Regions from separate parts of the Pan troglodytes genome. Here region 2 is linked to region 1. Evidence: chromatin contacts called from public Hi-C data. All regions are on one chromosome and are shown on one strand. Each heading gives the region's core, a stretch centred on a gene start, on an enhancer-like site or on the middle of the called end of the contact. The rest is flanking DNA. Distances are from core to core; before and after follow the strand shown.

Region 1 (7,279 bases), core at 4,157-6,656:
CTAGAGCTGCAAGGCATAAAAAAGACAATTTGCTGCTTTTTATTTTGATTATTTTAAGATGGAGGATTAGAGACTATATGAGGAATTACATAAACATAGAGGGTTTATAAGTATATAAAGTTCTTCAACTTTATATTGCTTTACTAATTAAATGCATTATTGTCTTAAATAAATTCACGTAATATTTGCTTTATATCATCGCAACTTGTTTAAGGTAAACTGTATTGTAAAGACATGTCAAGACAGTTATTACTTTCCCTCCCTTGGGTGGAGGGTCTTTTTGTTATACTCTAAGGAATTTAAACTGAAGGTGAATTAATAGGGCATAGAAGTATCTTGAAAAGTTAACATAGCAGAGTAATACGATGTGTGTAAATAGTCGTATTTACAAAATGTATATTGGAAATGTCCCACAGTCTTTCATGGCAGGGAGAACACTGTTGATGTTTTTCTTCTCTGAGACCCTTCATGCTCCCCAAAAGGACCTGAAATGTTATGGTGTGCAGGGGCCCTTCCTTCCACGGTAGACAAGGCTCTCGGTGCTTTGTCTTGTTCCAGTGATATTTCAGGATAATGCAAAACGTCAAATGTTTGACCAAGAGCAACACTGCTCGTCTCCTTTTGGCAACAGTTATCCAGAAATGGATATTTTTGGTTTTTTTAAAAAACAGGGTCCGGCTCTGTTGCCCAGGCTAGAGTGCAGTGGCGTGATTATGGCTCACTGCAGCCTCGACCTCCTGGGCTCAGGTGATCCTTTTGCCTCAGCCTCCTGAGTAGCTGGCATTATAGAACACCTTGCCTGACTAGTTTTTTTGATTTTATATAGAGACGGGGTCACCCTATGTTGCCCAGGCTGGTCTTGCACTTCTGGGCTCAAGGCATCTTCTCACCCCAGCCTCTAAAAGTGTTGAGATTACATGCATGAGTCACCACATCCAGCCTGGGAAATGGATATTGTTAAAAGTACTACCCAGAAACTTAAATTGGATTTAGCATGCAGGTGTGAAAAAGTAGAGACAGTGTTTTTTCTAGAGGACCTTCAGCAAGTCAGGATGTTACCTGTAGGGAAAAAAAGCAAAGACCTTGTGTTTGTGTGGGTGTTTAATAAGTCATCAACTGTATTCCCTAGAAACCAGGGCAGGACACCTGCCCACTGCCTTGAGGCCATCCTGTTGATAAGCAAACCCAGAGAGATAAGAATCTTTCTCCATAATCCTCTGGGATAGCCAGTAAGTTTCTCATTATGTCTAAATTAAGTTCCTTTTCCTATAAATTAACCCCATTTCCATGTAGGTTTCATTTTTTATAACTTTGTTTTCCACTTTTTCCCTTGATCCTGAGTAGATCTCAAGTGTCAATGTTGGCATAAATATAGAAAAGGTAGGCCTAGGAATAGACTCCCTTACAAATACACAAAAACTGGAGAAATAGATATATATTTAGACGTGTTCTCATTCTGTTGCCCAGACTGGAGTATAGCAGTATGATCATAGCTTACTGCAGCCTCCAACTCCTGGCCGTTAATGATCCTCCTACCTCAGCCTCCAGAGTAGCTAGGACATAGGCATGTGCCACCACGCCTGGCTAACTTTTTAAAAATTTTTTGTAGCCGAGCGCGGTGGCTCACACCTGTAATCCCAGCACTTTGGGTGGCTGAGGCGGGAGGATCATGAGGTCAGGAATTTGAGATCAGCCTGACCAACATGGTGAAACCCCGTCTCTACTAAAACACAAAAATTAGCCAAGCATGGTGGCGCACACCTGTAATCTCATGTACTCAGGAGGCTGAGGCAGAAGAATCCCTTGAACCCGGGAGGTGGGGGTTGTAGTGAGCTGAGATGGCGCCACAGCATTCCAGCCTGGGCAACAGAGTGAGACTGACTCAAAAAGAAAAAAAAAAGAAAAAAAAATTTTATAGAGACAGGGTCTCGCTATGCTGAGCAGGCTGGTCTTGAATTCCTGGTTTCAAGCGATCCTCCAGCCTCAGCCTCCCAAAGTGCTGGGATTACAAGCATGAGTCACTGGGCCTAGCCCAAGAAATAATCTTTGATCTTTAATAATATACCCTAAATCAGAGGAAATAGGCACCAAAGAAAGATCACCATGTTTTCCTGTGTTACTACTAGAAGTCCCTGGCCTCCTCAGCATTGAGATGTCTGTCTTTAAAAAAGGAGGAAAGGGACCTTTTGATGACCTTAACAATGATGTAGTACAAGCAGGGGCAGAGTTGATCTTGAGATCCAAGGAGCGGGTAATGGAGGTTGTTGGAGGGGGATGATACTGTTTTGTTTGTTTGTTTGTTTGTTTGTTTTTGAGATGGAGTTTTGCTCTTGTTGCCCAGGCTGCAGTTCAATGGCGCGATCTCGGCTTGCTGCAACCTCTGCCTCCTAGGTTCAAGCAATTCTCCTGCCTCAGCCTCCCGAGTAGCTGGGATTACAGGCATGCACCACCACGCCTGGCTAATTTTGTATTTTTAGTAGAGATGGCGGTTTCTCCATGTTGGTCAGGCGAGTCTCAAACTCCCGACCTCAGGTGATCCGCCCACGTCGGCCTCCCAAAGAGCTGGATGATACTTTTTAAATGCCCCTTTTACACTATCCTCATGCTCCTTCCACCCCTCTGTTCCAAATACTCATTTCCTGACATCTCCTCCTTTCTACCACATCTCTGAGTAGACGCTAAGGTGTAAAATTACATAGTGCTTATATTATACAGTAGTGTATTGATATTATGAAGTATATGCATGTGGATATTAGAATGGTGACAAATAGGTTCCTAGTTACCTTGATGAGAGATTAAGATAACATTTTCATCTCTATAAATACAGAAAACTTCCCAATTTTGTGAGAGGAATAGCTCTGATTTTCAAAACTGGTAGTTAATTGTCTTAGTTTCAGTCATCAATTAGCTGATGGTCCTCTGATGCCTTTTGATTGGCCCCTTTGTCAAACAAAACAAAACAAAACAAACACAAGAAAAGCCAGTCTGACAACACTGGTTTATTCAAAAGTCTCCTGGAAGAACCTGGGAGGAAGGAGGTGGGGGTGGGGTGGAAATGGAGTGTGGAGATGTTGGAATGGAAGGAAATACTTTAATTTATCAAAATGGTTTGGGTTAAATATGTGGTAGAGTCGGGCCTAAGCCTTCATCTTGGGCCAGTAGGGTTTCTCAGAAAGGTTTAAGGTTTGGGTTTAAGTGTTGAAGCTAGGGTTAGATTAGATTATTTGATTATTACAAACCCTAAACTTTGGTTTTAGTTAGACTTCATCTGTGCTGCAGACGCTGTAATTTGTTTTGTATTGGAGGAACTCCAATCTTCTCCAGCTTCACTAGGTCTCATTTTTAAATGTCCCATTCTTTTAAGAACTACCTATATATTATTTCCAAACTAATATAACATATGGGGTAGGCATGGGCTTCCAAAGGCTGAGATGTAGATGACACCCCAGGGACACAGGAAGTGCCCAAGAGTGATCTGATCCTTTGAGAAATCACTCTTTTAGAAGAAGAAAAGTTAAAAAACAGTATGGTGCTGTATTCTTATCAATGGGGCATACACAAATGTAAAATCTGTATATTCAAAAATATAAAACAAATCTCAAAGCTAAAATGGAGGCTAGGTAGATATCAGATCCCTAATTTGCCCATTTTATTTGTTAAAGTACAGCTTTGATTTGAATACAAATTGACTTAGGGAGAGCTAAGGACTAGTACAGGTTGCATTCCTCTGGTTTATATGTCCCAATAAAGGGTGGAAACTGCTGTTTATTACTATTTGCAGCCTCAAATCTAGTTCATTTATGGTAGTGAAACAGCTAATTGGCAATTTTTTTATGGACTAAATATATTGAAAGCTCAAACATGAGTCAATAGCCATTATTTAAAATATGTGACATAAATATTTTTATTGATCCACGAAGTCATCACTGAATATTTACATCAGAAGCTGTCTTCTGCTAGCACTCATTCACTTTACATGTCCATATGACTCAGTTAAGACACAACCTTAAATTGCAATTGTCACGTGGAAATTACAATCCCAGTAGTACTGGATCTTTAAAACTTGGGATCATGATGCTTTCAGTTTACAGTAACCTTTGACTTTCAAATGTCCATATTGTAGCTTCTAAAAACAATGAAGGTAACAATAAAAAATTAAAAATTAAATGTACTCTAAAGGCTTAATATATGTAAATACATTAGCTTAAATATGTTAGCTGTTATAGTAAAATGCTAAACTTGTTATTTCATATTAACCTCTCTTATCCTATGAGCTGAGTCTCATTAACTTGGTTGCTGGCATTTGTCCTACAATACATTCTAAAATATTTCTGTGTTTGTGGATTGTAGATGTAGCATTCAGAGGATTCATGATGCCCCCTTCCCCACCAGTGGGGTTAAAGATATGGGGGAAGAGGAATTCTGACCCTTCCACAGTTTAAATACGTGTACTGGGACTGTTTAACAGTTAATCTTCCTAGTACATTTAACTTTCATAAGTCGATTTTTTAAAAGATGAGGCTGGCCCGAGGTGTTACTATGGTTAGCTGGGGCCTTATTTTAATATTAAGTTTTTCTTTTTTGGAGTCACATAACACCAGGTGGAAAAGATTTGTTACTAATTCCAGGGAAGAACCATTCACATAGTGTTGGTTAAATGGTCGCCTGCGTTCACACTTCAGTGCCTGTAGACCAGAGCCCTGGAAACAAAAGGGTTACTTGTTTCCCCACCATCGCCTTTACCCGCAGATCGATTTTTCTTATTTAATCAGCGAGTAAAAAGAGAGACACAGGGAAGAAAAAAAAAATTGCAGGAAGGGCAAAGTGGTGGGGGGAGGGTTGAAAGCCAGAAGCTGCAATACAGAAAATCAGTCTTGGGAGTTGGGCTGCGAAGTCCTTGGAACAAGGAAGGGAAGCCGGCAAAATGCTCGCAGTCAGTTCCACACAGCCAGCCTCCCTTTTCTCTTCGCTACGCGCTAGCGGCTCGTTTGGCTTCTCTCTGCCACCGAGCGATCACATACATTATTTCCCCCAAGATAACACAATCAAACTTGTATTTACCGACATCCTCTCCTCGCAGCCTGTTTGAGATTTGTTTTAATAAATAAGTGTTTTATGTGAATGATGTTGTAATTGAAAGGGGCGCACCATTTTTTTCCCTTCTTACTGCGGGAGGTTCCTCAACCCCAATCTGGTTGGAAAATAAAACGCTTTGTCTCCACAACCACCCCCCACAGCACCCCCACCCGCTCTCAGTGTGTGTTTTATACGTGTGTATATCTCAACCCCCTACAGTAGCCAAGAGAAAGCAGCTAGCCAATGAGAGAGCCCAGTTTCATAAAAGCTGCTCTCTGATTGGCCCGATGCGAAAGGGCACTGGGAACAAAGAAAAGTCCCTTTCAGGTATAGAGGCTGAGAGCTTCTTTTGCTCCACTCCCCCTGTGTGTGTGTTGTGTTTCAGTCCTGATTTAGTGTTGCAGAACAAGCTTGTTGTGTGTGTGCACCAGGGGGATTTTTGTTTTGCTTTTTTTAAATTTCAATTTTTGCTTTTATAAAAAATACACAGGACGGTCTGTGACATTTGATGGTCCATCTTCTTTAATAATAAATTTGTTGAAGAGATTATAATTTCCAAAATAAAGCGGCTGCAACCAAACACATTCAATGCAGTTAGAAGGAAAAGGTCAACTCGATCCAATACAGACCGTAAGTACGGTTGCGTGGTGTGTCTCTATATAGCACTTAGCGGGGACTTCATGCAGGGGAATGTGCGAGTTTTATGCATAGAAATGAGGAACTAGTTATAGGGTTTGGCTTTTGCATTTAGAACAACAACCCAAGAAGGGTGAATTTTATTCAGTGGAGGGTGAAGCATTTGTAACTTCACACAAATTAAGCTTGACTGGGCACTCGGGGTAACTTAGAGGAAATTAGCTTTTGGGCTCTAACCCAAAGGAGAATAAAAGTGACACAGTTACATATCCTGGTCTGCAGTGTCAATTCTCTAGCTCACCTTACTCCCTCCCTCTTCTGTCCTAGCTGGGCAGACCCCCCTCCCAAAGCGATACAGGAAAATGGGGGCAAGGGCAGAACAAGCCGATTTCTGTCTCCTGTCAGATCCCAGTGCCCGATAATTTAATATTAAACAAGGGAATAGTCACTCATTACATGTAATGGTTATAATTACCATTCGCCATCTCCTTAAAAAAGCAAGCAACAAAAATACCATTAAGAGAAAAAATAAAAGCCCCACCCAACCCAAACAAACCCACAAATAGTAACAATGGTGTATTTATTACAGGACCAGGCTGGGGAGCAAGCAAAAGGTTTTTCTTTGTTTAATACATGAAGTGGGGGTCCCTAAAATCCAAATAGCTCGGAGATACCCTTCTCCCTCCCCCAGGCGTCCCCGTCCCTGGCCCCTTGGGAAAGCCGACAAATTGGAGATAAGTTGAGGAAAGGTTTATAAAGTGTTTCTTTAAAACATCTGCTTTGCTCTTGTGCTCATTACATTTCACTCCTTCCGAACTTCGGAGATCCTAGATCTCCGAGAAATGTTTCACATTCATAACTTGTAGCTTCGCCCACTGCGGGGTGCGGAGGGAAGAGGTTGGGGGAGTGTGTGCAGGGGGAGGGGAGAGACTTTCAGCTTTTTTTTTTTTTTAAAGACCAGATCAGTATTTTCTTGATACGCTTGTCACCATTTTTGTTCTCACGACAACCAATTGAGCCCTTGATCCTCACGTGATGTGAAAGGCTTGCACTGTAACAAAATCGCTCCTTTTAGATGGTTGGTTGTTACTAACTCGCCCATCCCCCTCTCCCAGCCCCGACATTTCCAGCAAAGCGACTCTCCACTTCCAATCCATCAACAATTCATTACTGCTTTTAGCTTCCAAACGCCAGCTAATTAAAAATACTAAGCCAAGCTCCGGGGCCATCTGACTAAACACAGGAGGGGGTGGGCGAAGGGAGGAGGAGGAGAGAAAAAATAAATAAAAGGGAGACACACCGTTTGCTGCGAGTATAAGAGGGAAAAACTCCCGAAAAAGGTCGCCTTAAAAAAAAAAAAGAAAACAAAAACCTTTTTTTGACTCTAATTATCGAATTACCACATGACTGACTGACCTGAGAGACAGAGGATTCCACTCCCCTCGGGAGCTATACTAGGAACTCAGTTCCTTTTTCTTAAAACAACATAAGACAGGAAAACATCACATCCTTTAGGTTTCGAAGACTGAGCCCATTTTAAACGCCGTTATTTTCCCCACCCCACCGC
Region 2 (7,278 bases), core at 1,741-4,240, 160 kb before region 1:
TCCCTATTAAGCCCAGGTCACAGATTGAAGAATCTTAGTGGCCATCCAGGCTCTGCCTTTGAAGCAAAGGGTCAGTGCATTAGTACAAAAGGGAATTAATCCAGTACACTGGCTCACCACACAGTGTTTAATTCATTTAAAAGAAATGACCTATTCTAGGTTTCCATCTGAACAATCAGAAGCCTCCCTTCTCCCAAACAAGAACGTCATTAATGAATATTCAACGGAAAGTATTACTTCATTGTCAGCCCTAATTGCTAGTTTTACCTTATTAGTAGAAGCTTTTCTGTGGCTGAGCCTGACATACATTTGTTTGCACACTGTTATTAGTCAAGACTCAGTGAAGTCTTGTAATTAACACCTCCACATTATCTCATGCAGTGAAAGCAAAGACAAAACCAGATGACTCACTTTGTTTCAGCTTTGCTCTTGTTTTCTGATACAGAAGCACTTAAGGAGAAGTGTAAGCTCATCAGAATGCCATATGGAGCCAACAGAAACCATAAAAGGGTTTTCAGGAAGCAGTGCATGGAAGTTCATTAAGTGAACAACACTATAATCAACATCCTGATTTGAAACTCTTACCGGCTACTAATAAATTGTGCAGGTACATTACCTGCATCACACTCAGCGCCATCCAGGTCGCTGATGAAGGATCCATGTCCCCAAGAAGCAGGGGAGATAACATATTCTCCGTAAACATAATGAAGTTAATGATTCACATGACAGTTAAATAGCTTTCAGAAATCTTATCAGTTTAGAGATAAAGCAGACCAAGGCAATAAGTGTGTTTTAATCATTCCTACTATTGAAAACACTGTGACTAAAAGCTGGCTTCCAGCAGCCTATAAATGATATTTCTGTAGAAAATGGGGGAGGAGTGGAGGAAATGTCAACAGTTCATATTTTAGTTTTATATTTGGGAAGAGCTCTTTCTCCAAATGTCTCTGTTAAAAATAATTTCTAGCAAAAGAGATTTGAGAAAGCAAGATATCACATTTTTTCCTTTTATAAACTTAGCCTAATTGTCTTATTTTTATTTTTAAATGCAAAAATAAAACACCAAACCTTAAAAGAAATACCATTATCTGAAATTTTAACAATTAAATATACAAAATCTGTCACAGTTTAAAAGAAATAATTGCTTACTTCCTGCTTGCAAGTGTTTCTTTCCTAAAATAATATACACAAGGAGAGAATCAGCTACAATAGGAAAGAGGAATAATATATATGTAATGGTATAATGACCTTTCAATTAGCAAGAACAGTATTCCCAAAGCAATGAAGAATCTGGGCATTAAATTAAAATCATTATTATACAGAATTTGCACGGCTTGAATGGTCAGAATGCAAATCTTATTTACAAATGGAAACAGGCCAAAAATGTTATGGACCTCCATATACACGAAATTTCCAATATTACAAAAGTAATCCATCAGAAAGTAACAATCAGGCCGGGCGCGGTGGCTCGCGCCTGTAATCCCAGCACTTTGGGAGGCCGAGATGGGCGGATCGTGAGGTCAGGATATCGAGACCATCCTGGCTAACACAGTGAAACCCCATCTCTACTAAAAATACAAAAAAAAAATTAGCCGGGCATGGTGGCGGGCGCCTGTAGTCCCAGCTACTCGGGAGGCTGAAGCAGGAGAATGGCGTGAACCCGGGAGGCAGAGCTTGCAGTGAGCCGAGATCACGCTACTGCACTCCAACCTGGGCGACAGAGCGAGACTCCGTCTCAAAAAAAAAAAAGAAAGTAACATTCAAAAAGAATGCCTACAAGTTGCCCGACTCTTCCGGAAACATCCTGGTGGGCTTGTAACTGATCATGTCATAAGGAAATCACCCTTTCTTACAGGCATTTTACTTTGTCACCTTTATCATCCAAGTCACAACTCTGTGCAATATTGGTCTATCGTTCTGTGCCAGCACACAAGCTGGTTTATTTATTTATTTATTTATTTTTATTTATTTTCACGACAGGGTCTCCCTCTGTTGCCCAGGCTGGAGTGCAGTGGCGTGTTCACACCTCACTGTAGCCTCCCAGGCTCAAGAGATTCTCCCACCTCAGCCTTCCTAGTACCTGGGACTACAGATGCCCGCCACCAAGCCTGGCTAATTTTTGTGTTTTTTGATACAGACGGGTTTCACCATGTTGCTCAGGCTGGTCTCGAACTCCTGAGCTCAGGGATCTGCCCCGCCTAGGCCTCCGCAAGTGCTGGGATTACAGACATGAGCCACTGAGCCTGGCCAACAGGCCAGTTTAAATGACTGAGTCACAAATGTTACTACACAGTTGCAATTTGGGAAAATTATTAAATTGGGCAGCTTCATGGTAGAGATCCCAGGTATTCTATCCCAACCCCAGCAGTAACTCTCCGTAAAAACCAGCAGAGGTTTCAGCAGACAGAACTTTGGCCAGCTCTGTATTTTACCTCTGCCTAAAAATACTACCATTAAAGCATTTTCACATTTGTGCCACTGTGCATGTTTTGGCTTCAGGTGCCTACTTTGCCCTTTTGGTCCAGTGCTAGCCCTGAGGCTTAGGTTTCTGGCAAATCTATTGCACCAGAAGAGAACAGTCTGAAAATAGAAACATGGACTGTTTTGTCGCCATTGAATGGAAAGGCTAATAATAGCATTGCTTCATTGTTTGGCACTGACTCAAGGCTACCACGGCCAAGGAGCAGCGCGCCCTGCTGCAGTAACCAAATCATAAAGTTTCTCCAGGGAACGGTGCAGCTTTTCAGAACATGTTTTATATTCTGGGATTGCTCAGGAAGGAACTAGTTCAGAAGCCGTTTTGACATAAGTGTGGTTTGTTTCCAATTTAAAGGGAGGGGGAGGGGCTGGAGAGCCAAGCCAGGAGGTCAGTTGCAGAAGGGATGCAAAAATGTCGTTAAGGAGTTCCTGACAGGTGGTGATAGGGCTGTGGCAGTGCAGCCCGAGGCCTGGCAGGGAGTTTGTCCCTGTCAGGTTCTCAGTGTGCTCTCAGGGCTGCCTTCACACTCCTATTATGTTTATTTCTGTTGAACTTAAAGAGTGACCTTTTCAAAACTGCAGTGCATTGTTGACCCACATGCATTTTTGAGACTTAATTTTCCTGAATGCCTTCCTTGTTCCTGCATAAGAGAACTTTGTTGGAGAAAATGGGAAGAGGCTGAGGATAAAGAGCACTGGCATGGAAATCTTTCAGGCATTGAATTCTGCCTGCTATTAATAATTTAGAAGTGTTTTTAATGCCCTGATATGGAAGGAAGGTTTTTTGACACCAAAGGCATCTAAATATTAATTTCAGAGGAATTGGTTGTTACAAGCAGTTAACATCCATTTTGTTAGTTGACCTCCCAAGGAAGGTTAATGCACTAAAATCTGGTCATTAAGTATAGTAACAAATGTTTTTTCAGGGAGGTTATTACTATCATAAACTCTAATCCATGGTTCACAGGCAGCAGCCTCTAGTGCAGTGCTCTGACTAATGAAGAATTAACTATTTCTGAGCAGTTAATAAAGATTTTTTTCCTCACCAATCAACATACTCTACATGATCCTTATAATTACTAAAAGCATTAAGCCCCTGGTATGAGTGCCCACATGTCAGACAGGAATTCTACTCTGAGTAAATGACAAATGGCAAACCTAATCCCATTTCACTTAATTTTTTTCTAACATGCTCACTGAAATAAGAAATAATGGAATTCCTAAGTATTAGAAAAAGATGGTTCAGTCCAAAGCATTTGCTAAATGAGTATTGATGAGGTCTTTAGTCATATTTTATTGTGATGGAAGATTTTATACTCCAGTTCAGTTCTTGTTAGAATCAAGAAGTTAATTGGCTCCAAACAGGGGTTTTTACTTGCTTGTTTTGTTTTTCCTTTATTAAGAAGTGCACTCATCCACAACAACACAGGAGGGAAAGACTTGTGTGAGGAACACTAATATCTGCCTCACAACAATAAGAGGGAAAAGGTACAACCTAACCTTTCTAAAAAGCCTTGGGGCAGTGTTTTGCTTTTCAATGGAAAGGTCGTCCAGAATTAATTAAAGTCACTTTCCTGCTGAGGAGCAAGCATTTGACTTTACTTTGAAGGCTCAAAGAAAGTTGCTCATACTGATTTCTTAGAGACCCACATTTAAGACAGCATAGCCAAAGCAATTGGTCAGCCTTTAAAAAGTAACCTCCTTTTGGAGTCAAAAGTCTGAACAATTAATACACTGAAGACTTAGGTGCCTCTGAAGACATAGGCCAGAGTTGGCAAGGCAAAACAAAAAGGGTAAGAACAGCTTACTTTTCCCTAAGAACTATTACCTCACATTCAGGGAGGATCAGTCCTCACATTTACGCACACCATTTTCCTTCTTATTTTTAACTTAAGCTAAATCCTGTCGTTGGGACAGCTGCTCCCATTAAACAGAGAGGAGGAGGATAAAACCATACTTAGCAAAAATAAAAAGGATGTCATCTTATCGAAAAGAAAATGTATTTTGTAAAGGTTTGCATTACATAGGAAAAAAAAAGGGGGTCAAATACACAGACAGTAACTCACCTTCTCAAAATATTCCTCTGCTGGAAGATTCTACACACTGTGCCTACCTAAATAACCAGTAGGGTTGGCCACGTGCAGTGGCTCACGCCTGTAATCCCAGCACTTTGAGAGGCTAATAAGGCAGGCGGATCACTTGAGGTCACGAGTTTGAGACCAGCCTGGCCAACATGGCAAAACCCCGTCTCTACTAAAAACACAAAAATTAGCCAGGCGTGGTGGTTGCATGCCTATAATCCCAGCTACTCGTGAGGCTGAGGCAGGAGAATTGCTTGAACCAAGGCGGCAAGGGGGAGGTTGCAGTGAGCTGAGACTGTGCCACTGCACTCCAGCCTGGGTGACAGGGCGAGACTCCGTCTCAAATAAAATAAAATTAAAAACGAGCATGGTGGGGTGATCTATGCACATTATGATTTGTCTGAGAATCATTTGTTTGGCGCTTTGCTTGCTTGAAGATGACTCCATTAGTTTCCCACTTACGAGTGAAGGTTAGTGACTTAGTCTTCCTGAACTTCAGTTTCCTCATCTATAAAATGATATTATAACATCTATTTTCTTGAATACTTGTAAAAATTAGTGACAACATAAACCTGGTATACCAAAAGGCTATAGACCAACTAGTATAAATTTGTTATTCACTATGTCCATTGCTTTGTGTATTTACCACATTTTATAAAAGCAACTAGAATCCTAGAATGCCCCACAGAAACCTTCTGGGCCTAAAATTGCAATCAAGTGGTCATAATACATTAGCCTGACTTCTGAATACTAGAAGTTTGACAGAGCCCAGCTCATCCATCATGGACCCATCACTGGACACAAAACCTTCCCTGGTTGCCTCAGCCAGAAATAAACCTTCCAAACATGGTGTTCTAATTTGCCTTGTACTTTTCCCATACAATTCTTCACACCCCATCTTCGCTTAGAGTTATTTGTAGACAGATCTTGGATCTGTATTCCCAGCACTTAGCGCAGTGCCTCAAGCGCCAGAACTAAAAAGGGGTTTGTGAATTTCACTGTCTTGTGGCAACTTTACAGCCTAACCCCACGTGGATGACTAAATGAATGAAAAAGTGAATGTATTTAGAGATTATCTGCTCTTTCTTTATTCTTCTGTGGTGAACCCTCTCTCCCACTTTTTTCTCCACTGGCTTCTAAACTGTGTCTCTTGAAGTTTGTCTGCCACCTCCCGCCCACATCATTTCCCCACAGTTGATCAGTTGACAGTAAAAAGACAACAAGGAGGCTGATGTCTGGATGGCTGGATCATTTCTAAGCTGCGTATTTGCATATCAGGGGTTTCCTGCACTTTGACAAGGATTTTTAAGCGAGTATGGTAAACAGAAAGTTGTAGATTGAGACTCTATAAAGGTGAATCAAAGTGTCTTTTGAAATCACTGGTTTCCCCATATCCCTATTGCCATATCCCTCATTATTCAGAGAAATCACAGAAAAGAGAGGTTAGCCTTCCAGGGTTACTAGTGATTTGCTGTGTTGACCTTTGACATGCTCTTTAATCTCTTAGGACTTTAGTATTTTCATCAATAATAACAACAACCTGTTCTAATTACATCACAGGCTTGCTAGGCAAATCATATGAGAGTAGTATATAAAAGATATACTACTATATTACTAGAACTAGATATTAAAAAAGGACTAGGTTAGCTTGTGTAAATAGCTTTTTTAATAATGAATGCTATGTGAATCAATATATTAATAATGAGAAAAATTAGATTTGCTTGAAAACAAAATGCTATTAAAAACAGGAAGAAGCCATGGGAAAAAAGTTTAATTTGTCATTATAACAGGTAAAGAATATTGCTATAGTCACCCTCATAATGCTCTGAGCTTCCTACCCTTACAGTGAACATTCAATACATTTGGAATAAAGAACACGTTTGAGATACACTATCAAATCAAAATGGTTTTCCTGGTTTGATCAGTGGTGGAAATTGAGGCTATTAATTTAATATCTACTCCTTCTCACCATGCACACTGGGTCATTATTTAACGGTGAGCAAATGGTCTAGGTGACTCTTAGCAAACCCTGAAAATATGTAATTTCCGTTCCCACTACCAATTCCGATCAAGGCCATTCTGAAGTGTAGCAAATGAGTTTAAGTACAGGGTTGACACTGCACCGAGTACTGGCACTTTCTTGCTCCAGAGGAGGACAAATGTAAATGCTTGAAAAAACACAGTTGAGAGAATAATTGAAAATGGGTTCAATGTCTTCATCCTCTGAGAATATGCGTGTGCATGTGCGTATTTGTAGTTGCTCTTTCATAAAATGTGTATGTGTCTGTTTTGATTCTGAAGCTTCCCTCTGGTGTGGGTAGGTTTCACAGAGGGGTTCTGGCTTGTAAAGGTTAACCATGCAGAAATCAAGGCTTTGTGCATTTTTGCAAAGGTCACACTCATCAGCAGTTCCGGAAAGACTGCTGGGCAGGGCCATGGTAACCACCCCATGAGTGAACCATGGCTCTGGGTTTCATTTCCTTTAAGAACACCGCTACAGCCCCTGGTTGTGTCACCAAGAGATAAAGAGGCTGCTCAGTCACTTGAAATTCAATTTGTACATTACTCCAACCTAGCCCACCTCTTTCCTTCATGGTGTTTGGCAGCTGCTTGCTGGCACTCTGCATTTCAAATGCCTGAGCTGCAGGAAGCTGTTTAATAAGTGGGATAGGTTTTGATTAATGTAACAAGCTGAAAATAGACCATGATGTAATGCATA

The links. Hi-C and Micro-C count contacts between places; a contact is called where the count stands out from the background.
Region 2: a Hi-C map of stem cell-derived neural progenitor cells shows a contact between it and region 1, with 5 times the contacts expected there. The contact joins the enhancer-like site here to the promoter of ZNF608 in region 1. A contact is called at or near these places in 1 of 7 Hi-C or Micro-C datasets (stem cell-derived neural progenitor cells), 1 of 1 datasets of contacts at active chromatin or transcription factors (stem cell-derived excitatory neurons) and 1 of 1 other capture datasets (stem cell-derived neural stem cells).

What each region holds. Positions count from the first base shown.
Region 1 is chr4:122,501,647-122,508,925 of NHGRI_mPanTro3-v2.0_pri, reverse strand. ZNF608 (zinc finger protein 608) reads left to right here and starts at 5,406. Exons shown (of 10, transcript XM_016953710.4): 1 at 5,406-5,706.
Region 2 is chr4:122,655,818-122,663,095 of NHGRI_mPanTro3-v2.0_pri, reverse strand. No RefSeq gene overlaps it. Among named protein-coding and RNA genes, the nearest start is that of ZNF608, 160 kb to the right of the region's middle. Within about 2 kb of position 2,990, at least 11 of the 24 cell types and tissues checked have an H3K27ac peak or open chromatin away from gene starts, as enhancers often do. A contact at or near this core is called in stem cell-derived neural progenitor cells and stem cell-derived neural stem cells, where this site is marked.